3 separate regions of the Sus scrofa genome follow, and regions 1 and 2 are each linked to region 3. A link is a contact called in public HiChIP or PLAC-seq data. All regions are on one chromosome and are shown on one strand. Each heading gives the region's core, a stretch centred on a gene start, on an enhancer-like site or on the middle of the called end of the contact. The rest is flanking DNA. Distances are from core to core; before and after follow the strand shown. Region 1 holds the start of LOC100519177 (GTPase IMAP family member 1). Region 2 holds the start of GIMAP5 (a long non-coding RNA gene). Region 3 holds the start of GIMAP6 (GTPase IMAP family member 6).

Region 1 (4,290 bases), core at 1,378-3,877, 43 kb after region 3:
ATGTTGTGCCAATTTCTGCTGTACAGTAAAGGGACCCAGTCATACACATGTATGCATTCCCTTTCTTATATGATCAGAAAACCAGACATCTCATGTTAAGGAATGTAGTGCTTTTCTATGTAGGGGGAGAGGCAAGAGTCTGGGCACATGATACACACCTCAGCTCTCTGGGCCCAGGATCTATGCTTTCTCTTTCTGAGCGTCCTCGGGGCTCACCTTCAGGCAACACCTTTGTTTACAGATACGGGCAGCATTTTTCACTCCCAATGGAATTTAAAGAATAGAACACAGACCCCAGAAATAAGTCCATGTATATGTGTCCTTAGGATCCTCCTCAGATCCCTCCCCAAGCTGGCCTTGCCTGAGGATCGGAGGCTGTCCTGTGAGTCTCCAAACACATCAGGGCCTTATTCGGATTAGGCGCAATAGTCAGCACGTCTGACTTCAACATGAATGGAACAAAATAAACTCTAAACAGGGAATCGGTGTGTATGGAAGTTGCAATCTTTCAAAACCCTAACAATGGCCGTTCTCAAAGGGGCTAATAAACAACTGAGAAACCTCATTTTCCCCCCATTGTCAAAACTAGAAGGCCATCCACTGGCACTTAGTAAGCCTGACAACTGGGTGTAATACCAACCGGGACACACAGATTAAAGGAGAGATTAGAGAAAGAGACATTCAAAGAGAACACTTCTAGAACTATTGTCATGCAGGTGATGGTGTGCATGCCCAAGGTTGCAGACGCTGAGGTGCAACATCAGACATGCTACACAGCAGGAGAGCTAGACCTCACTAGTCGCGAAACAAATATGCAACAATAGGAGATCAGGCCCCAGAAAAGCATAATCCAGAGTGGCTACACTATATAATCTAAATTGCCCAGTTTTTAGTGCTACAAAACATACAAAGAAACAGGAATCTATGACCCGGCCCCGCCCCAACCCGACAGGTAACATATACTGCCTGTCAGAGGGCCTGGATGCTGGATTTGAAGACAAGGCTTCCAAATAGCAATTGTAAATATATTTAAAGGATAGAACACAGACCCCAGAAATAAGTCCATGTATATGTGGTCAATTAATTTACTACAAATAAGTCAAGAATACATAATGAGGAAAGAAGAGTCTCTTCAATAAATGGTGTTGGGAATATTGGATAGCCACGTGCAAAACAATCAGACTGGACTCTTGTCACACACCATACACAAAAATCAACTCAAAACAGACTAAGACGGGAACTTATGACTTAAAACCATTAAACTCCTAGAAGAAAACACAGGGGGTAGGTTCCTCGACATTAGTTTTGGCAACAATTTTTCTTTTTCCTTTTTTTTGACACCAAAAGCACAAGAAACAAAGGCAAAAGTCAATAAGTGAGAGGACTTCGCATCATGGCTCAGCAGAAACAAATCTGACTAGCATCCATGAGGACACAGGTTCAATCCCTGGCCTTGCTCAGTGGGTTAAAGATTCAGCATTGCTGTGAGCTGTGGTGTAAGTTGCAGATGTGGCTGAGATCTGGAGTGGCTGTGGCTGTGGTGTAGGCTGGTGGCTACAGCTCCAATTCAACCCCTAGCCTGGGAACTGCTATATGCCGAGGGTGTGTCTCTAAAATTACTAAAAAAAAAAAAAAAAAAAGAAGAAATGAGACTACATAAAACTAAAAAGTTTCCTCAGAACAGCAAAAAGAACATTCAGCAAAATGAAAAGGCAATTCATAGAATGAGAGAAAATATTTGTAAATCATATATCTAACAAGAGGTAACATTTCAACGTATACAGGGAATCCATACAACTTTGTAGCCAAAAAACCACACACACACAAAAAAAAAACAAACCAAAAAAATCCAATTTAAATGGGCAGATGACCTGAATAGACATTTTCACAAAGAAGACATACAAATGGCCAACAAGTAAGTGAAAAACTTCTCAACATGAATCATCAAGAAAATATGAATCAAAACCACCATGAAAAATTGCCTTATACCTGTTAGAACGGTCGTCATCAAAAAGACAAGAGGTAACGAGTGTTGGAAAGGACGTGGAGAAAAGGGACCATTTGGGTGCAGTTAGTGGAACTGTAAACTGGTGCAGTCACTATGGAACACCGCATGACGGTTCCTCCAAAAATTAAACCGAGAGCTACGATGTGATCCAGCACTTCCACTTGGAGGTACCTACCCCAGGGAAGTGAAAACAGGATCTCCAAACGATATCTGCACTCCTGTGTTTACAGCAGCGTTATTCACAATAGCCCAGGTATGGAAGCAACCTAAGGGTCTATCCATGGACCCCGAAGGCCTTTACTAAGTGAAATAAGTCAGAGGCCAGCAGCCAGCTGCAGCTCCAATTTGGAAAAAAAAAAAAAAAAAAGGTAAAAAGAGGCCAGAAAGAATATCAGGCTTCTTCCCCTCAGAGGTTATAGCGCCAGTTGGGGATGAGATGCTGGTGTCACAGGAAACTGGGAAACATCACCATAGCCCAAAGCCCGGGGTGGCGCGGGGGGGGGGGGGGGGGCGGAAAGAGGGGGGGGATGCGCAGTGACAGCATCCCAGCATCCCGTGGGGCCCTTAGCTCGGAGGCCGATGCCTCTGTCTCTTTAAGTGATCAGCACAGGGCCCTCCCTCCCCGAGCTCAGAGGTCTGAGAGGCACAGAGACTTCCTCCCGGTTTGGGAGGAAGAGTCAGCTCCACCTACAGTCGCAAGGCAGGAAGTAGGTCAGGAGCTGCTCAAAGCCGACTTGAGAGCCTGTCACCAATTCTGCAGGAAAGGTGAGCCCACGGGAAAGGGAGCCGTCCTGGGGGCCAGGGTGCGCGTGCGTGCGTGAGTGTGCGCGCGTGACCTGTGAGGAAGGGGAAGAGCTGTGCCTGTCGATGCTCGCCCCGTGAGTCGCTCCATTCTAATGGGCGTGAGAAAGGGGCGCGGGATCCAGGCACAGTCACTTCCCAGGTCCAGGTTTGTAAGGATGTTGAGTTGCAAACAGAGGAAGTTCAGTAGACGTGTATTCCCTACTCCCTGAATAAATAAGAAAGGTGTTTGTTTTCTAGAACTACTGCAGGGAACAAAACACACTTTAGAAAGCAACAAACCCTCCCCACATGCATATGGAGCGAAGGCCAAATAGATTCCTGGGGAAACAAATCTAACCTCAGAACAAGTTCTGAAGTAGAAATTCTGTCTCTATCTGAGCTGAACCCTGCTAAAACACTCACCCTCCTTAGCACGGGCCACAGTCGTGTCCCGGAGACGGCTGAGTTTATCAACACAGTTTCCCACCCCACCGCACGCCCTTGAACATCTGCCCCCCAAGTCCAGGGCTCTATGGGCTGCTGTGCCATCTTAATTTCTACATCTCATTTACGTAATGAAGGGATGGGATTAGGGTTACTGATTCAAACCCTCAGGCCATGGACCAAATGACTTAGAATTATTTGGCATGGCAGGTACTTCCTTTTATTAAATACAGATATGTGAATAAAAATCCCTAGGAAATAGACATCTTTAATAAGTCCCTAAAGAATTCCAAAATATGCCAGATTCAGGAAATGCAGGACTAGCAAAATAAACTTTGATCCCTTGGCATTTTAAGAGAAAGGATTCTACAAGTTTTATATTTTCCAATAATACACGTCTTTGTAAGCCCAGATTTCAGCTGTTAAGAACATCAGAAGAACTCTTCAAGTTTCATTCCAAACTTTGGGGGAAGTTCCGAAGGGCTTACCCAAGGGATCCCCTGTAGCTTGTCTTCATTTCCACCTTTGACCAGAACATCTTGCTTTAGCTAAATTGTTCCTCTTTGCTTTGAATCTTTTCTCTTCAGAGTGGGGATGAGGGGCAGAGGTTGCCTTTTGTTATTGAAATACAGTGGATTTACAATGTTGTAATAATTTCTGCTGTACAGCAAAGTGATTCAGATATACATAAGAATACATAGTATATATTATAATATAATGTATAATATATATAATCTTTTCCATTATGGTTTATGTTAGGATATTGAATATAGTTCCCTATGCTATACAATAGGACTTCGTTTATTCTTCCATTTGTAAAAGGGCATCTACTCACCCCAAACTCCCAGTCTTTCCCTCCCCTCTTCCCCTCCCCCTCCCCCTTCTCCCTTGGCAATTCAAGTTTGTTCTTGAAGTCTAAGAGTCAGTTTCTGTTTCATAGATAGATTCATTTGTGTCCTATTTGAGATCCCACATATAAGTTATATCACATGGTGTTTGTCTTTCCCCTTCTGATTTATTTCACTTAGGATGAGAATCTCTAGTTCCAGCCATGC
Region 2 (4,105 bases), core at 1,356-3,855, 51 kb before region 3:
CCATAGTTTTGTCTTTTCCAAAATGTCAGAGTGGGAATCATACAGTGTGCAGCCTTTTCAGATGGTGCCTTTCACTTAAGAATATGCCTTTAAGTTTCTTCCATGGCTTCTCATGGCTTGAGAGCACATTTCTTTTCAATGCTGAGTGACAGGCCATTGTCTGGATGCACCACAGTTTATTTACCCAGTCACCTGCCGGTGTAGATCTTGGTTGCTTCCAAATTTTGGTGATTATGAACAAGCTATTCATAAATATTCATGTGCAGATTTTTGTGTGTACCTGAAGAGTATGTTTTTAAATAAAAGGATGAAAATGGAGGGCTTTCTGAGAATGATAGAAGCCATAAAGAAAACATTTGTTAAGATTTCCGGACTGAGCAAAAAGCTTAACTAAAACTTTAACTGTTTAATCTCTTCAGCTGAATTAAAAGATGAACAGCAGGGGGTGGTATTTGCAAGACAGTTGACAATTATATTTTACTGAGCATATTGTGAACTTAAATGAGACACAATTCTCACACAATATTTTGAATATTTTATTTTGCTTTGTTTTTATTACCTGCATACCCATGGCAGAAGGAAGTATCAGTGATCTCTTTCGGATTTGTCCAAAACATAAGTATTTAGACCTGTTAGGAATGATTCAATTTTAATTTATGTCTCACAGGAGGGAAACGCATTATTAGACAACCATAATTCTACAAAATTCGAGAGACGAATGGTTATTTTCACAGGGTGGAGGTACAGGGTTTTTTTTTTTTTTTTTTTGGTCTCTTTAGGGCTGCACAGGTGACACATGGAAATTTCCAGGCTAGGGGTCGAATCAGAGCTGCAGCTGCCAGCCTATACCACTGCTGCAGCAATGCTGGATCCGAGCCAGGTCTGCGACTTACACCACAGCTCACGGCCATGCTGGATCCTTAACCCACTGAACGAGGCCAGGGATGGAACCCGCATCCTCATGGATACTAGTCGGGTTTGTTACCACTGATCCATGACGGGAACTCCGCGGAGGTAGAATTTTTGAGGACTGGCTATCTCGCAGGCTCCTCTGTAGGAATAATATTTGCTGTTCTTCACTGCAGCTGCATGGGCAAAGGAACAATTTCCCTCCTTCTTTATTTTGGGCATTTCTTTCATCAGCAATTAGAAGTACCTGTGGTTTGAAGAGCCATCCCTGGAATTCCACAAGTTAGCTGTGAAGGGAAAAGAGGAATCCTGAATAGCCACTAAACTCTAAACATGGAAAGGGGCAGAAAAGAAGTGTTAACTGGTGTTGTGCTGAGGAGGTAATGTTTTGCTTTCTTGAGTCATAAATACAGGCCCTTTTTGAATTAATAAGAAAAATGCAGGAGTTCCCCTTGTGGCTCAGTGGGTTAAGAACTGGACATAGTGTCCATGAGGAGGCAGGTTCGGTCCCTGGCCTCGCTCACTGGGTTAAGCATCTGGAGTTGCCATCAGCCATGGTGTGGGTCACAGAGCCAGCTCAGATCTGGCATTGCTGCGGCTGTGGTGTAGGCCGGCAGCTGCAGCTCTGACTGGACCCCTAGCCTGGGAACTTCCATATGCTGCAGGTGCAGCCCCAGAAAGAAAAAAAAGATGCACCTAATTTAACAGAATAATCAGCTTAGTATATGTACAGGCTGTTTAGAGGAAAAAGGGTATAACTGTTCCCAGTAGAAGGTTATCCCATTTCAGCCTATGTAGTGGTTAAGGAAATGCCTAAAGCTTTTCTTCAGTGATTAATTCGCGTTTTTCCTAATGCGCAGAAAGTAGCTGATCAACATGCATAGCTCTATGTTGTGGGCACGTGAGTAGTAGCCTTGCCAGGCTGGTGAGGTGGATGACTCAATGGTTTACCTTAACCATGAATGTTTTGCTACCTTTGAGCAATGTCCCTTTCTTGTGTATCCAATATTTACAAAATATGTACTGAGATGACTGGATAAATTGGCTTCAGGCATGAAGCTATTCATGATTTTAGGGTGGATAAATATCTGGCAAAGATAATTATTTTTATTTTGAAGGAGTCGATATTTAACCGTCCCCCCACCCCAGCCGCAAAAATGCAACCTTAGAGGCATTTCTAGCTGGCAGAGAAAAAACAATATCTTCTGTATGTTAAAAGTATGCCTTTCTGGGAATTCCCCTCGTGGCTTAGTGGTTAACGAATCCCATTAGGAACCATGAGGTTGCGGGTTTGATCCCTGGCCTTGCTCAGTGGGCTAAGGATCTGGCTTGCCGTGAGCTATGGTGTAGGTTGCAGAAGTGGCTCAGATCTGGTGTTGCTGTGGCTGTGGCGTAGGCCGGTAGCTACAGCTCCGATTAGACCCCTAGCCTGGGAACCTCCATATGCTGTGGGAGTGGCCCTAGAAAAGGCAAAAAGACAAAAAAAAGAAAAAAAAAGTATGCCTTTCTGTCCTCTACAGCAGGAGGGCATTTATCCAGTTCAATCAGTGTAAAAAGTATTATTATTTGAAGTGTGAAAATTACAGTATTAATAGGGGAGAATATTTTGGTAAGTCAAGAGCGGCTTTCATTGCGATGTGAAGTGTGGCTGTTTTCTGCAGTATAAACGCTCTCCCCTCCAAACCAAGCAAGAATCAAGAGTTACCTGCGTTTCCATTTCCTACTTAGAGTTGCTTTTCTAGAGTTCATCTGAACCCAAAGATGCAAGTAGTGGCTCAAGCTCTGCCCCCTTGACCCTCAGCATGGCTCCAGAGGGGCGCTCAGCCCCCACGACCCAGGGCCCCCAGCAGGGCCTTTGCAAGGATGAGGTTAACTAGGGCGGTAGGAGGAAACCAGAGCACACCCTTCCTGCAAGTGCTCAGCATTTTGCCCACATCGCACCCTGGGTAGGGGCGGATGTGTCCTTGGGTTCTGCGGCCGTGCAAGTTCACCTAGGTGCAGAAACCTACCCAACTTTATTTTCCCCTCACGTCCAAGCAAGGGCGACCTGAGGACAGGCCAATGGACAGAGAAATAAGAGGCGGCCAGAGCCGTACAAAGTCTCATGCAAGATGCCCGCCCTGAGTTCAGCTTTGGCTGCAGGTCTCTAGAATTACATACACGAAGCTGTCTTTGTGCAGAAGAGGTAAACGGTGGGCCGGGCGAGATGCGTGTTGGTCCAGGTGGGGCCAGTGAAAGGCTGAGGATGCCTGCTTTGGGATGCACCTGTGCCCCTGATGTTCACCAGCTTCTCTGGGTCTCCCGACTGATTCAGACAGGGAAATGGCACAAAAGCTTTACAGAGCTGTGGTGGGGAGAAGGAAATGGAGCTGTTATTAAAAAGAAATCAGACCAAAACCAAAAAATACTCCTCTTCCTCTGATGGCACCCTCTGAGGGCTTTTGACTCATTCTGAGGCTGTCTTGGCAAGAACAGCACACGCTGGTCTTTTGCGGCCCCGGGAGAACGCAGTCCCTCTCTCTCTCTCGTGGGTAGCATGTGTGGCCCGCTTTTTTTTTCACTTCTCACTGCTCTTGTGTTTGTTTGAAGAGACTAGAAGCCAATGAGAGAGGCTGCCAAGGAGCGGAGGGAGGATAGTTTCAAGACTGCGCGTGGGACTTGCAAGACTTTTCCAGGACCGACCAGGTAACAGGGCTTGGCTCCTCTCTCCCCGCCGCCCCTCTCCCACTCACCCCAGCTCCCTCGGTAATAATCTGCGTCAGTTTGCACATGATTTTTCTAAGCCTCAGTGTCACTGTTCCTAAATAATTAAGGTCAGGAGTTCTAGAGCCTAAAGCCCCGAATAAGTGCAAGCAGAAAATATTGCTGATATTGTCTTTTTTAGAACCTAAACTTTTGAACAGAATGAGCTCAGACAGCAGCCCTTTGGTGCTGACTGGCTTGTTTATTTCTCGTGTTTGTGCAAAAGTTTTGCACATATACAGCCAGTGGCTGTTGCACCGCGTCTGGGTGTAAGTATTGAGTTTTTGACACGTCTCGGGGCAAGAGAAGATGACCTGACCCTCCTCCCTCGATCTGCTCCCAGAAGCCATCCGATGCCCTTTGTGGAGCCGGCTGAAAAGTTGGCCTGGTGATTTGAATTTGACGGGAGGTCTGTTGCATTCATGACTCCAGGGAAAGTTGCAATTTTAAAGAG
Region 3 (3,777 bases), core at 220-2,719:
TCAGTTTTGCTTATGGTTTCCAGAGGCCTAAGCAGGAAACGGCCCAGTTTGCATCTTGCAAAATAACCTAAATTGAGCTTTGTTTGAATGACTACATTGGTTTCGTCTGCTTGGGGAATTTCCACGCCTCATCTCTGCTTTTTCACTTGAACAGGGTGATATGGGCTTTTGTTTGTGTGCATTTCAGCATGTTCCCAGGAAGTCTACCATGGAGGGTAGACCATTTCCTGTAACTGTCTCGACATTTCAGAAAAAAAGATCATTCCGCTGATCTGCAACCACACTGCCCCCTGTCTCCACCACGGCTCTTGTCTCTCTCGCCTCCTCCACCACCTGCCTTCCCCTTCCCCTGGTCTCTTCCCAGGAAAGAGTTAGAACATTGGTCCATATGCCTTACCCTTTACATGAGATGGTTCCCAGGATGAGAGAGAGAGGCAAGGGCTAGGATGAGGAGAGCCCTCACCCTGGAGAAGAGATCTGATGTCACCATAGAGACCCCAGTGAGCAATCCTCTCCCCCAAATCAAGAATGACTTCCCGGGAAAGGGATCAAGATGGCAGAGAAAGAGGGTATGGAACTCGCCTTCTGCCACAAATGCATCCAAAATACATCTCAGGTGGAACAATTAGCTACCATATGATCCAAGAATTTCCCTCCTGGGCGTTTATCCAGAAAAGATGAAAATTCTAATTCAAGAGATGCATGCACCCCATGCTCACAGCAGCTTTAGTTACAATAGCCAAGACCTGGGAAAAAGCCCAAATACCATCAACGGATAATTATGTATGTGTGTGTGTGTTTGTGTGTGTATGTGTGTGTACACTAAATAGAATATTATTCAGCCATAACAGAGAATGAAATATGGCCATTTGCAGCAACATGGATGGACCTAGAGATTATCATACTAAATGAAGTCAGCCAGACAGAGAAAGACAAATATTATATGATATCGCTTGGAACTTTCAGACACAGAATGTGTGTGTGTGTGTGTGTGTGTGTGTGTGTATACATCTATAGAGAGAGACTTATAAAGAATTGGCTCATGTGATTTATTACAAGGAATTGGCTCATGAGATGATGCAGCTGACAAGTCCCAAGGCCCGCTGTCAGCAAACTGGAGACCCTGGAAAGCCAGCAGAGGAGTTGGGGGAGGAGTGGGGGGAGGGGGAGAGACAATGCATGTCTGTCGGGGCCGGGGAGGCACAGGACATCTGCAGGAAGCTGGTGATTCTCAAAAAAGAGAGAAAATCAATTAAACAAAAATCATTCATTCCCCTGGCACAACACTTTCTTAGATCTGCTGCTTGGTTTTAAGCCTCTGAGTTCTAGTTGTCTTCGTTCAGGATAAAAATAATAACAATATACCAAACACGAGAATGCCCTCCAGCATCGCCCTAGACCCTGATAGGGCCTCGCACATGCGCCACGAGCCGTGGTTTCTGTCCCCCACCTGGAACACAGAGCAGATGTGTCACCCTTGTGAAGTTTCGCGGGTGTTTTTCCTGTTGGGGTTCCCAAGGCAGCAGCCAACAAAATGCAGAGGGCAGAGCTGTGTGCCTCCCAGCCGGGCCTGGCCTGCCTGTTCCCGCCCCTTCCTGCACCCGCCCCATGCACGGCTGGGCTTTCAACGGCAGTTCTTGAGCTGAGCTTTGGGATCACATTTTGCTAAAAAAAATATAAACGATGTCCTATATCTATTCAAACTTCTGGGACATTTTATTCTACCCTTTCCACTCAAGGCCCCCCCAGGCCTGCAAGGTGTCCGCTCTGAAAGGAGAAACAAAGAATTCACGAGACAACCTGGCCCCAGGAGACGCAAAACGCAGCCTTTTCTTCTGCCCAACAGGAGGGGTAAGTCCAAGTGTGAGGGTGCCTGTGTCTGTGTGCGTTGTGTATGTGTACTGGGTTCGTGTGAGTGTGTGTGTGTGTGTGTGATGTCTGGGTGTGGATTGTGTGAGTCGTGTGCATGGTGTCTGTGTGTATTGTGGTTTGGGTATGTTGTGTAGGGATGTGTGTGTGGGAGCATGTATTTTCTGTGTTGTTGCCTTTGGTGTGTGCTGTCTGTGTGTTTATACGTGTATTTGGGTGTTTGTGAGTGGATGTGTATGCGTGGTGTGTGTTGTGTGTGTGAGCTGTGTTTCTGTGTGTGTTTGAGTGTATGTGTGTGGACGGTGTGAGTCTTATGTTTGTCTTATGTGTGTGCTGTGTATGCATGTGTATGTTCCTGTGTTTGTGAGTGTATGGGTGTGCGTATGTGCGCTGTGTGTGTGTGTGTGTGAGAGAGAGAGAAACTTGTGCCCTTTGTGCCCTGCCTGGAATGCACTGCCTGTCCTCTGCAGTTTGCCAGCTTAACAGAGAGCGACAGCTGTCCCCGCCCCTCATCCCAAGGATGCTGTGGTGACAGCAAACTCTGTCTGCAGCGTCCCTCCACCCCCACCCCCAGTATTTAGGTTTCCCTTCAATCAGAGCCTCCATCTGGAGATGCTCACCTGCCTGGGACTGTCTCTTGCACCCTCACATTCCAGAAAAACAGCCATGGGGCCGTGCGGTGCCCTCCCCATCCCGCAGAGACCCGAGCAGCTGTAACACAAGGGGCTCCTGAAACAGGGAACCGTGTGAGTCCACCAGGCGGTTCGGTGTGAGGCCAGATACGCTGCTCTCGCCTCAGGACGATGGGAGTCCGGGAGCGGGGGGTTGACATGGCTCCTTTGCAAGAGGACTAGGACTTGCTCTAGAAAGTGTCATAAAATGTGCTGGAATCGTCTAGAGGGAAAAGATCTCAGGAGCATCCAGTCTGGGTCCAGCATTTGCAGCTCTGCGGGCACGGAGGCCCAGGCAGTGTGACCCCCCCCCATCATTGGCAGCCAAGGAGATGACACTGAGACCTCAGGGCTCCCAGCAGCGCCGGGACCCAGAGGCGGCCTGTGCCTGGCCGTGGTCCTCCTCTCCGGCCGCTCTCGGCCTCCGCAGCCCCCACTGCCAGGCTCTGTCCACAGGTCATTGTGTCCCCAAGAGCCTCTCACCAGCGGCCAGTGTCTGTCACAATGCTCCTTTCTCCCCCTCACAGAGTCGCCTCCCCCCCATGGAAACCAGAGTCGGGGAGCGGGGGGCAGTGGGAAGAGGGTCCCTCAAGGACGCAGAGGGCAGCTCAGTCCCCCGTCCCCCAGACACCTCCCCTCCCTGAACCAATGCAAACAATGTTCTTTTGACAAGAAAAAGGCAAAAGTTAGCTGCCTCTTCAAACCTGGTAAGTCCTATTTTAATTTTTTTCTAGACAGAGGAAGAAGAATGCGAACTGATTGTCCAGGAGAATTTCAAAGAAGGGCTGTCTCAGGAGCCCACCCAAGACAGATCAGGAGGTAAAAGAACTTTCTAGCAGATGTGAATGTGAGAGGGGCATGGTCGGGGGATGTGTGAGGTGCAGGGGGTGGTCGCGTCGTGTTGGGGGGCGCAGGGGGTGCCCACCTAGGCGGCCATCAGAGGGTGTTCAGGGTGGGCCAGATGAGAGGGGAAAGAGTGCTGACAGGTGCAAGGGTGAAAGGGGCCCTTCACCGAGCCTCAGAGAGATGTGCTGAGTGGCTGTGACAAGTGGCTCACCCCAGCCCTAGGCTGGAAGACAAGCAGGCCCCTGTGTGGGAGTCAGGCTGGCTCAGGCTGAAGAGGACTGCAAGACACTGCAGAGCCAGCAGGATGCGCTCAGGTACCCACAGCACCTGGCTCCATCTCCCCAAGGGGCTCCCCCCCTCCCTGAATTCCCAAGGGGCTCCCCCCCTCCCT

What was found. HiChIP or PLAC-seq counts read pairs in DNA pulled down with a chosen protein or histone mark.
Region 1: an H3K27ac HiChIP or PLAC-seq map of alveolar macrophages shows a contact between it and region 3. The contact joins the promoter of LOC100519177 here to the promoter of GIMAP6 in region 3. A contact is called at or near these places in 1 of 47 Hi-C or Micro-C datasets (alveolar macrophages) and 1 of 2 datasets of contacts at active chromatin or transcription factors (alveolar macrophages).
Region 2: a contact with region 3 is called in an H3K27ac HiChIP or PLAC-seq map of alveolar macrophages. The contact joins the promoter of GIMAP5 here to the promoter of GIMAP6 in region 3. A contact is called at or near these places in 11 of 47 Hi-C or Micro-C datasets (alveolar macrophages, blood, heart right ventricle and 5 more) and 2 of 2 datasets of contacts at active chromatin or transcription factors (alveolar macrophages and skeletal muscle).

The regions. Positions count from the first base shown.
Region 1 is chr18:6,454,905-6,459,194 of Sscrofa11.1, forward strand. LOC100519177 (GTPase IMAP family member 1) reads left to right here and starts at 2,628. Exons shown (of 3, transcript XM_021078917.1): 1 at 2,628-2,773.
Region 2 is chr18:6,360,838-6,364,942 of Sscrofa11.1, forward strand. It overlaps GIMAP5 (a long non-coding RNA gene), which reads left to right and starts at 2,606. Exons shown (of 6, transcript XR_002340496.1): 1 at 2,606-3,094; 2 at 3,499-3,594.
Region 3 is chr18:6,413,302-6,417,078 of Sscrofa11.1, forward strand. It overlaps GIMAP6 (GTPase IMAP family member 6), which reads left to right and starts at 1,470. Exons shown (of 3, transcript XM_003360078.5): 1 at 1,470-1,851; 2 at 3,275-3,359. The coding sequence starts at 1,684. It overlaps LOC102162439 (a long non-coding RNA gene), which reads right to left and starts at 1,466. Exons shown (of 2, transcript XR_002340502.1): 1 at 1,366-1,466; 2 at 1,031-1,230.